Linked DNA regions of Mus musculus: region 1 is linked to region 2. The links are chromatin contacts, called in public Hi-C maps. All regions are on one chromosome and are shown on one strand. Each heading gives the region's core, a stretch centred on a gene start, on an enhancer-like site or on the middle of the called end of the contact. The rest is flanking DNA. Distances are from core to core; before and after follow the strand shown.

Region 1 (7,072 bases), core at 3,426-5,925, 99 kb before region 2:
GAACAGCTTGCTGCTGGCCGACTCTTTCCGGCTCTTGGGAGAGTCCGTGAACTCGACCTTTTTGATTTCGGAGTCTTTGGAGAAGAGACATTCAACGGCTGCCGGCTGCACGCCTGGGCCGTTAGTGCGCCCGCCCCACGTGCGGTGGCAGCGGATGCCAAAGGGCGGAGGGAAGGAGCCCCGGACCAGGGTTAGGGGGCGAGGCGGGACGGAGGGGGAAGAGGGACAGAGAGCAAAGAGCCCGTTAGAGGAAGGACAGACCACACTCCCAGCCCTCCGGCCCCTTGGCAACCCAGTGAGGGCAGTGATCTGTCCCTGGGCCACCCGACGGGAAGCTTAGAGGAGTGTCAGAGCAGTCCTTGCTAGTTCGCCTGAGCCCAAACCTCCCCGAAAGGGCAAGGCCACGGCTGTACTAGTTTGATTTCCTTTTCGCCTAACCCCCCCCTGGAGAAAGTTCCAGTTGCTGGGGGCCTCGCTGTCGAGCCGGAGCCTTCTCCTCTCTCTCAAGACGCAGCCTGACTCCCTTCTAGGGACCCGGGCAGGAGAAGTGAGCTTCTTACCTAATTGCACGCAGGCCGACACTAGTTTGCGACAATTGGTCTCCATTCCCGGTTATCTGCAAAACAGAAGAGAAGTGGGACTTTGAGAAGTGGCAGCTGTAGGGAGTTGGAGGCTCAAAGGCAGCTAGCTACTTGCGCGGAGGTCAGGATCGACTCTAGGTGTGAAGTGTGCTGCTAGGTGCTGGGGGATTCAGGCACGCCTCTCGGGCCGGAGAGCCCCACGGAGTCCAGCAACGTCTTCCGGGCTCTAAATCCAGGACTCCCACCGAGATGTTTACCTGGAGGAATTAAGTCCCCAGTTGAAGGGGAAAGGGCCCAGAGGTTAGGAGGCCAGTGAACCCACAAGCTTCTGGAGAAGCTGCGGGGACTACGTTCAAGGGCGCCTAGGCCGAGGAGCCACCTTAAGCTGATACACGATTTGGGGGTGGAGAGAATGGACTTCTCTTTGGAAAGATCGCCATTCAATACGGTGTCAGTCAATTTGAGCTCAGCAAACATTTGCAGAAGGCCAGAAACAGCATGCCGGGTCGCACAAAGCAACTTTCCCTCCGCTTTTCTGTTATTCTGAAAGGGAGGGAACTCTCGGCCAAGGGTGCTCCAGGAGCGAGCTGAGTTAGGGCCGCTCATCCACCAGGAGCCGCGTTTCCATATTTAGCCATACTTTTCCCTGGAGATACTCATCCAGCCATTTATTTACCCTAAAGTATGATTTAAGATCGTAGAGCCGAGTTACACGACGGGCTGGAGCGAGACAGGAGACCCGGGCAAGCGTTTCTGGAGGGGCCGCCAAGCCCAAACAGCACCGAGGAGGCTGCTCCTCCAGTTTCGGCCTTTGCCGTCCCAGGCAAGCTAGATCCTTTTCAAATTTCCAACCGCAACTCAGACAGCCAAGCTTTTGACGCGGCCCCTTTTCTTTGCCACAGGCAAACCGGGAGAGGTGGGTGGCGGAGGGCTAGATGGAATGGTTGCTTTCAAGACAAGAAAGGGAAGAAGGGATTCTCAGGCCCCCTGAATCTTGGCTCCTGACTCTTGCTAACAGGGTATGCCTGCGATCGGAGGATCCTTTTCTCTTAGAGACCAGGGCTGGAGGTGAGAGCGGGCATTGCCAGGCCAGTGGGCCGAGTTTTGGCCTCAGGAGCATTTTCACGCGCTCCTCAGTCTCTTCTGGAGCAATCCAAGCTCCAGGGGACTCTGGCCAAGGTCGTGCTGCCTGGAGGAGGGGCCGCCTGGTGTGGTGGCCTGGGGATCCAAGACTGGGGAGCCACAAGCAGGTCCCCCCTCCCCCAGCTAATGAGACCCGGGTAGGGATTCTGCCGATCCTTGTGGACCCGTGGGCCCAGAAGTAGCAGTTTGGCGGCTCCAGATTTAGCGATTCTGCAGTAAAATCACAGGATTAGTGTCTGATTGAGATGTCTGTTCGGGAGATATTACAAAATTCATTATCACAGCTTTCTACTAACTCGATATGAAGTAACACAGATGGGATTTTATTAGTCCAGACTCCAAATGTTTACTTATGATAATTTCGGGGGAAATTTGCATGGCATCATCATTTCGATAATCTTTTTTTTTTTTATATGTCTGAACTGGCTGCATTATTAGCCGGTAGCCCCAACATTGCAGATGGCTACTGCAAATAGTTTTATTTATTTATTTATTTTCAAGGACTGAAATATACAGAAGAGAAAGACCTGACCTGTAAAGTCAGTTGCTACACATTTCCTCCCACCCCCATCCCCCCACGCTTTGGTGCTGAAGACCAATCAAAGCAGTAAGAAGCAACGCTTCAAGACCCCGTAGGTTTCGGCCCAAGGAGTGAAAAGATCAAGACGTGTTCCTTAGCTCCTTGCTACACGTCCTTGTGACTTTGAGATGTATTTTATTTCGCAGTAATGTGAATCCTGAGACTTTATGCTCCATAGAACGACCAGGCCTAATAAATGGGTCCAGTCTAACTAACTGAGGAAGATTTTTTTCTTTAAAGAGAGACCTTCAAGTCTTATCTGATGATACTTAAACTTGTCCTATCAAGGTGGCTAACGTGTGACAGACAAATTTCACTGCCAGATTACAACACTGGTTTTGATGGCTAATCTCAACATTTTAGATAGGAGACGTTTCCTGATTAGAAGTTATTCTCATGCCAAAAGTTCCCATCCTGGTTGGAATGTATATACCAAGCAATCTGGTTTGGGTCAGCTTCCATTCCATATTGTGTTAATGAAGCACTATCCAGCAATTAGCATGCACAGTGCCACTCCGGCCAGGCAGATAGGCAAGCCCTAAGAAACAGAGCAGTTTGTTTCAAAAATGATTTCTGCCCAAGCAGTACAAGGATGGAATTGTAGAAGAAGCTACGAGTTCTAATCAGTCCAAGAAAACACAAAAAACAAAAAACAAAAAAACAAAAATTCTTTCCCATTTCACCCTTTTCATTTCCTTTCTTATCCCACAGCAGAACCATTCATGGAAAGCTGAAAAATAAAAAGCATGAGGCCATATGTTTTAAATGAACTAAATTGGTGTGATTAGCCAGCAAATTAATTTGCAGTGGGTAATCATTTAAGGAAATTAAGATACCACTTTAGCACAGCCCCGTGCTTCACCATGAGCAAGCTTTCTTTAAAGCTCTGTGGAATGTGTGCTTCTGGAGCTTTGGAGCTACAGTGCTCAGCTTACAGGACAAAGCAGGGCAGTAACTTAGGCGTAGTTTTGCTGAGGCAAAGCAAAACATTCCATAAGTGAAGTAGCTACTTTGTTTTGAAACTAAACTTTGATTATTGGAATACTGTGCTCATTTTCAACGCCCCCCAAACAACAACAACAACAACAACAACAACAACAACAACAAGTCCTCAATTCACTTCAGTAACAATCTTTGTTTCTGTGAAATTATTGGTTTTAGGTGGAGTCTCCTCTAAATGATACTGCATGAGAATAAAATATCTTTAATTGTAACTAATGGTCTGAAAAGGATGCAGAGATCTCTTAAAAATCAAATTACTTGTTCGTTAAATCGTTTAGAATGTATGAATGCATATTATTGTAATTCATAATAGTAAAAGACTCTCTCCCCATTTTAATTTACCTCAAAAAAATACGGTAGTCCTACAAAATAGAATAAAAACAAAAATATCCCAGCCTCCTAGGATAGTTTGATTTCTAAATTGTTTAGGGAAGGTGATTTAATTGGAATAAAAGGACTGTATTTCGCTGGTTTGGAATCGCATGTTTTTACTTAGTTACCAGTTGCAAAATAGTGGCCTCTCCGCATCCGTTTAAAATGCATCTCCCTCAGTACAAGATTGGAGTTGACTGATGATCAATTTAAAGGATTTATAATCCGAAGTAATTGTGCGGGTTGGCATCTAGGCCTGGCTCTCAGGTAATTCGCTTGGGCCTGAGAGGTCACTAACCGCCGGTTAAGATGGAATCTCCTTTTTTTTCCAATGGGTAATGATGGGAAGGGGCTAATCTATTCCAGTAGCTGAAACTTTGTAGCTGGCCCTTTATCTTGACTGGGCTAATCCTCAGCTGGAGGATTTCTCCCTACCCTGTTGGCATCGAAATTTCAGGGAAGATGCCTCGTTTTAACTGCCAGCCATGCCTGGCTTCCAGTCGACTTCAACGCCGGGTAGGACTGTTCTAGTGTCTGCGATTGAGGGCGAACGGAACAGGGGCTCTGTAAGATCTGTTTGCCAACTGCGCTGAATCTGGAGAAACAAGCCCGGCGAGCCACAAATCATACACGGCGGAGGTTCTCCAGAGTGGAACAAATTTCCAGACTCGCATTATCTCACAGCTCTGTGGGAGAGAGGGCCTCCACTTACCGGCTACCGGAGAGAGAACGGCTGTCTCCCCGTCCCACCGCTTCCCAGGGTGACTGCCAGGCGGCCGAGGCTCGGGCTGCACAGCCAGCGCCGTGGAGCGGGTCTGGGTGGAACTGCGGGGATCTTGAGGGTGCCAAGTTCCGAGAGGGTCCACGCGGGGGGCTGCTAAAGCTAGCGGGCGCCGGCAGTTTCTGTCTGCTGCTCTCCGGCTTTCTCTCTCGGTCTCGCACTCTCTCTCCCCTCCCTCGCTCTCATCCCTCTCTCTTCCCTCCGCTCCGACTCCGTGTGCGGAGTGTCGTGACGTCAGCAGAGATTCCACCAAACTCCAGTGCACAGTGGCGCGCGGGCGGGCGGCCGAGCCTGCTGTACGCTGGGCGATCAAGGGGCGAGCACAGCCTTGGGCCACTGCGGGGGTGGGGGAGCGTGCAGGGGCGATCGAGGGGACAGGGGACCACTAGGGCTGAGAAGTGAGGCCCAGGGGCCCAGGAGACTGCGGTCCCGGACAGAACCCAGGAGGGAGGAGCGGAGGATCAGGGGCCGGAGGCAACTACCGACCGACAGGAGCTGACCAGTGGCAGGAGCTAGCACTCAAGCTGGGGAGCAGGATGGTGGGGATGGTAGGAAAGGGACAAGGATGGAATGGACGGAGAAAAAACGGTTGTGCGTCAAACCCCTTCTAAATCTGAGTGGGAGGGCCAGAGCCTGGGGAGACAGAAACCTATTCGCGCGGAGCAAAGTCTGGGTGGCTTACGAGGAAGGGACTAGCAAAGTGGCCCATGAAATGAAACAAAGGGCAGTGTGGCTTGGTTTGATCCGGGTGAGGCTTTCGAAGTGTGGATGTGAGTGTGCGCGCGCGTGACCTCCTTTCAGGCCCGCGGAGTAGAGGAAAGCTGGTTACTGTACTGATTGTCTACAGGGGCAGTGGGAGGGAATTGAGGGATCCACAGAGGGCAGCACTGAAGGTGGGTGGATGGATGGGGTGGCAAAGAGAAGATGATGACTGGGAGAAGTTAGAAAAATAGGGTGAGCTAGCGGCAGAAGGTGGGAGAGCCACAGCCGATAGGTGTGTGTGGGGGGGATGAAAGAAGGGAGGGAAGGAGAGAGAAAGAAAGAAAGAAAAAGGGGTAAGGAAGGGAGAGAGGGAGGGAGAGAGGGAGGGAGGGAGAGAGGGAGGGGGAGGAGGAGGAGGAGGAGGAGGAGGAGGAGGAGGAGGAGGAGGAGGAGGAGGAGGAGGAGGAGGAGGAGGGAGATATTACCAGACGATGACCGGAGGGAGGCCTGAACTACAGTAAGGCAAGGGCTAGGTCACGGTGGTGTCTGAGGTCAAGACGGGTGGATCAGAGTGGAAGAGCGCAGGTAGACAGGGCCACACACCGGCCAGTGTGTCGGCATGGGATCTCTTGCTCAAGTCTGGGACTCTCAGAGTCTAGAATTTCCTCTGCTGTACCTACACTCAACAAGTTCACCCCGGGTCGCGGATATCTCATTTTTTAAAATGACGAGGTTAAGGTTCCTGACTGAGAGTGGTATTAAATTGCACCGGGATGGGGGTGGGGAAGGAGAAGGAAGTTCCCCCCCATATGAGCGAATGTTCTTGAAAGTCCAGAGTATGTAAGGCTGAAAGGGGCCTTTCCTAGTCTACAAGTGGGTCCTACTTCTAATTTCATATTTTCTGATTTCCTAATGCGTCTGTACTTTGGAAACGAACAGGATATTTTGGCAGGGTCTTGCCTTTGCGTGGAAGGGCTATAAATATGATTCGCCTGGAAGACCAGGAGTGAAGGCTTCTGCCAGACATATGGGACAAAGTTCTTTCAATCTCAAGTGCATCCCTTCAAGATATGTTTTAGGAAAATATCAGAAAATAGCTGTACCTCATGGTTTGGCGTTTTTCTCACCAATATTAAACCTTGCCTGGGAACAAAACCCAACCAGACCCGCCATTAAACTGCATTTCTCCTTGGTCCCTAATTCTCCTTGGTCCCTAATAGAAAATAAAGTCCCCTCTAAAATTCATACAGCTTTTCTTCCTAAATCAGCACACCAGTTCATGCAATTTGAGGAAGATAATGCTGACTCCTCTGAAGGATGCCCACGGGATGTATACACAAGAAAAGTTAACCCAGGGCTACCGCACACACGCCGAGTTTCCTTTGAATCTGGAGGCTGTTTGGAGTATGTTCTGTGTTTTCTTGAATGACTCCGTGGTTTCAATTCATTGGTGTTAGCAGGAAAAACAGGCAAACAAACTTGCTCAATTTGTTTTGAGTGCCAAATCCCTTCACTTTGAAATAGCTAACAGTCGACTCATTTTATGGAAAGAGTTAGCCTCTTCAGTCTCCAGGAAAACCGACGAGAGATCTGCATTTTAAGCCATCTCTAACCTTGTAAGATCCATGAAAACTCAAACTTTTTCTCCTAACTCAATGGGAAACCAAAGTAATGCCATTTAAAGGAAGAGATTCAGGAGGAAAACAGTCACGTGCTGTTTTTATTTTTATTTCCTCTTCCCCCCACCCCCTTTGAGCCTTTTGGGGGAAAAAAATCAAGCATCTCAACAAGTCCTCTCACTGAACTCTGGTCTCACCTCACCGGAATACTTCCTGAACAAGAACATTGTCATCTCTGCCCATCCATTATTATTTTGCTGGGTCGTCACCCTCTAAAATAATGGGCTATTGC
Region 2 (6,543 bases), core at 3,679-6,178:
AATATGTTTATATCACTATTAGACATTTTTATGCAGCCCATTATCCAAACAATGGCTTAAGTCTGTGGTATTTAATAAATCAAGTTTCCGTGGCGTGGGACCGGGTAGGAGTGGGGCTGGAGCCTCTTTCTCCATCTTTATTTTATTTTTTTTTCCTCAGGTGCAGTTTTGTGTTAATATAAGAGAAGTGTGGCCTTCCTTCTCGTCGCGCTAAAAGTGAACTAATCCCTGTGTAAGGAACCAGTAAGTATGAGCTGCTTAATCTAGTCCCAGTGTGAAACTGTTGACATTTGTTCTTCTTTCCGCCATTATGTGACTGAGCCTGTTTTGTGCTGGATTAGACACAAATCTCCCGTGCGGCACATTTGGCATGTTACTAGTAGTTTAACTTCATTAATAATGTATGAAGAAAATGTAATCCACGGCAAGGAAGGGAAGAAAAGTATTTTTTTTTTTCTTTTGCTTTCCTCAAATCCTTTGGAATGAGTAATTACTCAACATTTCATGTTTGATGTTACGTTTTACAATCGAACTTCCATCGTGATAGTCAAGATGAGAGAAACTTTGGCAAATGGTCCGCACAATGCACACCTTTAAAAAATTTTAAACGTGATTACGGATGGCCAGAACGTGTTAAACATGGTAGGGAATTAAATATTTATTCAGCTTATTTCATTTTCAGGGTCATAAATGCTCTTTCTGAGTCATTCTTCATAACAAGACTTTCTACCACGAAGCCAGTAACAGGCCCCGAGAGCGGGGGGGGGGGGGGGGGGGGGAGGGGCACTAAATTACGCCGAGAGTGACTGAACAAATAAGCACGAGGCTGACTTGTAAAGGGACACAAGTGATCATTTCTGATTGAAATATTATAGCTAAATGAGTTTGGCTGATTCGAACACAAACGTGCCAAAAATAAGCCCCTAGATGCAGCTTAAAAAAAAAAAAGATGTTTTCCAAAACTGCTTTAGATGAAAATGGTATTTAAAAATAATAAAATGCTATTGATAACTGTGGAAAGTCCCAAAATGGCCTAAGGAAGGTAAGCTTGCCCCTTGCAGCGGACTTTTGGACTCTGTACTCCGGTCACATTTGGGCGATCAGAGCAACAGCTGGGGAGACTTTGCCAACAAAGACGAGTGTTAGATAATCCTGATGAGATTCCACATACAACATCTTTTGTAATTATGTCACATTCAGCTGTAATGGAATAATTCAAGCTGAAAGGACACGCTTTGATCCTTTCTTAAACCTTTCCCTGTGGACTGGCTATCTAAAAGATTTAAAGATATTTCTGTTACAAGATCTAGTGTCTCCTCAGAGAAGTCATGCTTGCGCCATGAGAACAATATCGAGTTTGCCAAGACGCTTCTCAAAGCATCTTTCGGAGGGAGGGGGCTTACTGAATGAAGATGTCAGTGATTGGCTGCTCTTCACTTTTTTTCCCCCTCCACTGTCAGGATCCACGGTCTTTTTCTGTCACGGGATCAGGCAGACAGGAAGGTGATGTAAATGTGTTGTGGGGATATGTCATCAAATATTGAATGCTTGTGTGCAAATTCACCGCCTCTTTTGCCAGCAGTTAGTAAGTTATGTCTCTGTAGAAAGTAGCATAGTGAAATATCGGATATGTTGTAAGAATTAAAAAATAAAAGTCTCAAAAAAAGAGTCTCTAATACCTTAGCAAGCAAAAGCTTTAACTTTGTCACAGGGGAGTTTTGTGTAAAATATTTCTATTTTATTTTCATGGATTTTAAAATTCTAAATCACAGTTCGTGATTTTGTAGAATAATTAATAGGCAAATACAGTTTTAAAAACCCACAAGTTTAGCTCAGGTATAAATTAAAAAATAATTCTATTTTCATTCTTTATACATTTCGTTTCCACATTATAATTTTTTTGTCTATTAGACAGCTTTCTAGTTATAATTATTTTTCTGAAACTAAGAGGATTTTTGTCCAGGGTGATGAAGCAAAGGTTGTATTCATGACTGTCTCTACTGGAGACTTGTGCTCCTGGCTACATTCTCTGTGCTTCTCTCAGAGGGAGCAGGTAATTCTAGTCACAGAATAGAACAGGGGCAATCCCCCATGCCATTTTCTTACGCAACAGTTTTACATTAACATTAATGTTTTGTCTATAAAGAATAAATAATAAAGATTTTCTCATTGAAAGGTTTAACTGTATGTAATTTAATCTAAATATTCCCAGTCAAAATTCTCAATAATCTCAATATTCTTTGTTAGAAAATTTCCCTCTCCTCTCCTCTCCTCTCCTCTCCTCTCCTCTCCTCTCCTCTCCTCTCCTCTCCTCTCCTCTCCTCTCCTCTCCTCTCCTCTCCATCCCCCTTCTTTCCTTTCTTTTCTTCTTATTTTCCAGTGCTAAGCAACAAGCCCAGGGCTCTTCATGCGCTAGACAAACACTCTATTTTTCAGTTACATTTCTAGCCAATGTTGTCAGCTGTGACACTGGCATCATTAGCATCAACTTGTAGATGAATAAGTTTGAAGAGGCTGTAAGACTTGAACAAAACTGGGCTCAAAAAGCATCCCAGTTCTGATCTGAGAGTTTAGAATTCTTTCTAGGGTAGTGTGGTTGCCTTTTCCTGGTTCTGGTGCCTTTTTTGGTAATGGTAGGAAAGGGAATAGTCAGTAGTTTGCATTCAAGGCTGCAGCTTTTCCTATATGTTATTAATTTTAATTGTAACTTGATACTGATTTTTGTTTTTCTGTAGCTCTAAGCATCTTTTCTCAGAATGTGTTGTACTGCTGCCATGATTCACAAAATTATTGAAGAGAGTATGTATATATATGGGTATCCTCTCACCCTGGCACATCAAGTCTCTGTGTGGCTAGGGACATCCTCTCCCACTGAGACCAGACAAAGCAGCCCAACTAGAAGACCATATCCCACAGTCAGGCAACAGTTTTCGGGATAACTTTTCCCTCCTACCCCTGCCCCCGGCTCCAGTTGTTCAGGAGCCACGAAGAGAATATATTAGATATCTCCCTGTCTGCTGGAGGCCACGTTTTGGTTTGTAACTCCATAAATATGTATTCAAAGACCTCCAAATACTTGTTTAATTGTATGCAACACATTCCTTTTTCTGTCAGTGTTGGTTGTTTCTCTTAGGACAGCAAACTGGTCCTTGAACAAGGGAGACATTTAGAATACTTTCTGGTAGATACAGCAAAGGTTAGTAAATGTTTTCCCAACACACAAAGACTGTGGTGGACTGATAGAGCTGGAAACTCAGCCTGGTGTCCATGCCTTATATAGAGCTTATAATCTCTTTCATTTTAGTCAGAATACATGCTTTCAGGCCATCCAAATTACTGCCTATATTTGCATAGTAGAATTGAAGGCAGTGGGTGCATTCTTAGTGCATTCATTAAATGAACCTTCCTGCAAATTTTAGCTTACTATTACTTTCTTTATTATTGTTTCACACTTTGGGGAAAAAGCCTACAATTCAAAACTTATATCATGTTTTTAAATGTTGATAAGAAAATGGGATTTGTATAAATAAGACTAATTATCAGTCACTATTAATAATATTTACTTGGTACTTTCTTGATATTTTTAGAATCCAGTATCTTCTCAGAGAGAAAATACTACATGTGTTTTATACATTAAAAAAATTATTGTCTAAAGGAGTCAAGCCTTCTGTTTATTGTAGGTAACCACGTTTTAAGGCTCTGTGTGCAAAGCAAAACCCATCTAATTCCTCTGTTTAGTCACCATGTAAATCCAGGGATGCCGTGCAGAAGCAGAGCGCTGGTTCTGAGGCCGCCTCAATGCGGCTCATGTGACTTCATGCCTGTTACCTTTTTTAATGTGGCACAAGATCACTCTTTTCCTCATGTGCCAACAACTTCTCATTTATATAACTGTTATACAAAAAGGAGATTTATTCATAGAAGAAGTTTAAATGGCTTATTTCAAGGTGGTAGAAAGTCTTTCTTAAAAGCAAGACCCTCTAGTTTTATAAATGCCTTTACCACCCCACTTTTAAAAATTATTTTAAGAGGTTTGTTAAAAAATACTTTCTAAATAAAATAAAACCAGCTGACTCCTATTAGCAGTTCCCACTGCCTTCATGTCTCAAGCAGACAGCACAGTGATCTTTAATCTTTACACCACTGGGTTATTTTTAAGCCAAGGCAGGGATAGTATTATTGCATCTGTAAGCATTCGTATGTTTATCTCTAAAGCAAAAAGAATTCTTCCTTCAGTCTGTGAAATCATTCACTAACTCTCCTGGAATAATAATCAGGCCTCATCATAGTTTGCCATCAGAGATAGATAGGAGGCTCGCCTCTCACACGCATTGAGCCGTCATCATGTTAGTGGACAATAATGTTTTCCCATTTATGCCTCAGGAGTCAATAAAATAAACATTCCTTTCAAATGCACACAGAAAACATAAAATAGTGACCAGAACTATGGATTTGAAAAACTACAGTCAAGGTCCTGCTTTGCCACTTATTAGTTATGTGGCTTATAGTGCGACTACATCTTCATTTCTCATTTGCAAAAACAGGAATAATGGAACTTGGGTCATCTCATCAAGAGTGTGAAATGATGCTAGTTTCGGTAATGCTGTAATGCTGAGAGTACTTCATTAAATGTGAGCTATTTTTTAAAAACCTTGCAGATGGAATTTGAACCCAGGGCTGCCTAATCTTAAAGTCTGTGAACTTTCCATGGTGCCAGGCTGAGCCATCACAGGGACAATGCTGGCAGCTTACCAGCCTGGACACTCTTTAAAGAGAAGTTAATGTGGATTTATTAAGACTCCCGGTAGCACTAAATTTTCCACCATCATTGGCAAGCTAGTGATTGGTGTTCTCTTACTGTGGCAGTAACTAGGCACAGAAAACAGCTGGTCCTGAACAAGTGGCTGAGAAGGTATGTGGAGCCAGGACTGGCAAACTGAGGGTGAGCAGAATTCAGTGGGGCTGGGGTTGTGGGGAGTGGAGCGTGATGGGAGACAGAAGATCTTAGCCTCAAAGAGAACTAATTGCCAGCAGCCAGCATGATCTTTGTGAGGAAAATTAATACCCCAAGCCAGTACGTGTCCTAGATGCCATACCACTGAGGTCACTTGTGGTAGTTGATTTATGTTCACATTTATATAGTTCTTGTGCCTTCCAAATTTGTTGTAATGTCAAGAAATATTCCCGTCGAGATTTGTTCAAAGCTGAACATTCAAATAAAAATTGCTAGTGACTGGATGCTAAAATGTGAAATAATGAAGGAGAAACCTAGCAATGCTACAAAGCAGGAGATGTTGCAGTTTGGGCCAATAAATTGCACAAATTTGAGTCAGGAATATTAGAGTCAGGACATTAGACAGATACCCTTCCATTTGCATTTTGGTAAGGAGTAATTGCTAAGGCAGAATGCTCTTGTCATATCTATGTTGTTGCTAATGTTTAATGCTTTGTATTTTGGTTCTTCATGATTGCATGAGCTTGTCTTTTACTTGTAAGGAATGGAGGTAAATTTCATTTTTCATTAACTCAAAACACATTTACTGAGCTCCTACTGTATACTATGTACTGTTCCAGGGAATGGTAACAAACAAGGCAGACAAAGTTCTCTACTTTCCTGAAACTTATTTTCTAGTTAGGAGACAGAAGACAAACAGAAGAAATATGTTCTATTAAAAGATGCCAAGGAGAAAAGGTAAACAGGCCAGGGAGTGAGATGACAATTACCTTTGATGAACAAAAATACTTCCCCAAATGAGAATTTTGGTTTCTTAAAAAACCCAGTAATGAAAGAGAAGAAAAAAACCACCCCGTTATGTTATGTTAATATGTTTTTATTTTAATCTCAGGAATAGGGTAAGAGGCTGCTTCACAGTAGGTGATTGTGGTTTGCTCTGTGCTCTAGCAGGGAAGTGATTTTTGCTAGCTGCAGATAGTTTAATTTTGAGGTCTACGGAGAGGGTATAAATAACAGAGTCCAGAGAGTGTATGTGAAGGCTGTTTCTTCACCTGCCACTGCTGCCTCCCCTGCCTCCCCTTCCTCCCCTTCCTCCCCTGCCTCCCCTTCCTCCCCTGCCTCCCCTTCCTCCCCTTCCTCCCCTGCCTCCCCTTCCTCCCCTGCCTCCTCTCTCTCTCCTGCCCCTGCTGCTTCTACTGCTGCTTCTGGTTGCTGTTGTTGCAGATTGAGGAGGAGTTGGAGATATTCTGACAACAAAGACCTGACTTGGCCCAAGGAAACAATGCCCCTAATCACCAGGAAGTAGTCAAAAGAGGTCTAAGTCCCCTTTCACCTCTAACCTTCCTTCTCTCCTACCTAGTGTTAGGGGGTTGGAAGGGGTAAGAGTAAAATAAGTGTTGGAAGGGTGGTAGCAGTATAAGAACTCAATAAAATAGCTTAAAAATGGCAACATCAAAGTCCACTATATTTTTAGGACATTAAACAAATACATTCACCACATAAAATGTATTCCTTGATGCAACATTAAAAAGCATTTCCCCGTGTTGTTCTGGTCTATAGGAATGCTTCCTGTTAAGTCTTAATGGTAA

Evidence for each region. Hi-C and Micro-C count contacts between places; a contact is called where the count stands out from the background.
Region 1: a Hi-C map of muscle stem cells shows a contact between it and region 2, with 3 times the contacts expected there. The contact joins the promoter of Pitx2 here to the enhancer-like site in region 2. A contact is called at or near these places in 2 of 39 promoter capture datasets (cranial neural crest and embryonic stem cells), 4 of 484 Hi-C or Micro-C datasets (the C2C12 cell line, muscle stem cells, myocytes and 1 more) and 1 of 9 other capture datasets (pancreatic islet).

What each region holds. Positions count from the first base shown.
Region 1 is chr3:129,197,481-129,204,552 of GRCm38.p6, reverse strand. Pitx2 (paired-like homeodomain transcription factor 2) reads right to left here and starts at 4,675. Exons shown (of 5, transcript NM_011098.4): 1 at 4,391-4,675; 2 at 561-616; 3 at 1-113. The coding sequence starts at 606. It overlaps Gm40149 (a long non-coding RNA gene), which reads left to right and starts at 5,644. Exons shown (of 4, transcript XR_867634.2): 1 at 5,644-7,072.
Region 2 is chr3:129,098,801-129,105,343 of GRCm38.p6, reverse strand. It overlaps Gm35726 (a long non-coding RNA gene), which reads left to right. Exons shown (of 3, transcript XR_867631.3): 2 at 161-243. Among named protein-coding and RNA genes, the nearest start is that of Gm35726, 3.7 kb to the left of the region's middle. Within about 2 kb of position 4,928, at least 1 of the 459 cell types and tissues checked has an H3K27ac peak or open chromatin away from gene starts, as enhancers often do. A contact at or near this core is called in muscle stem cells, where this site is marked.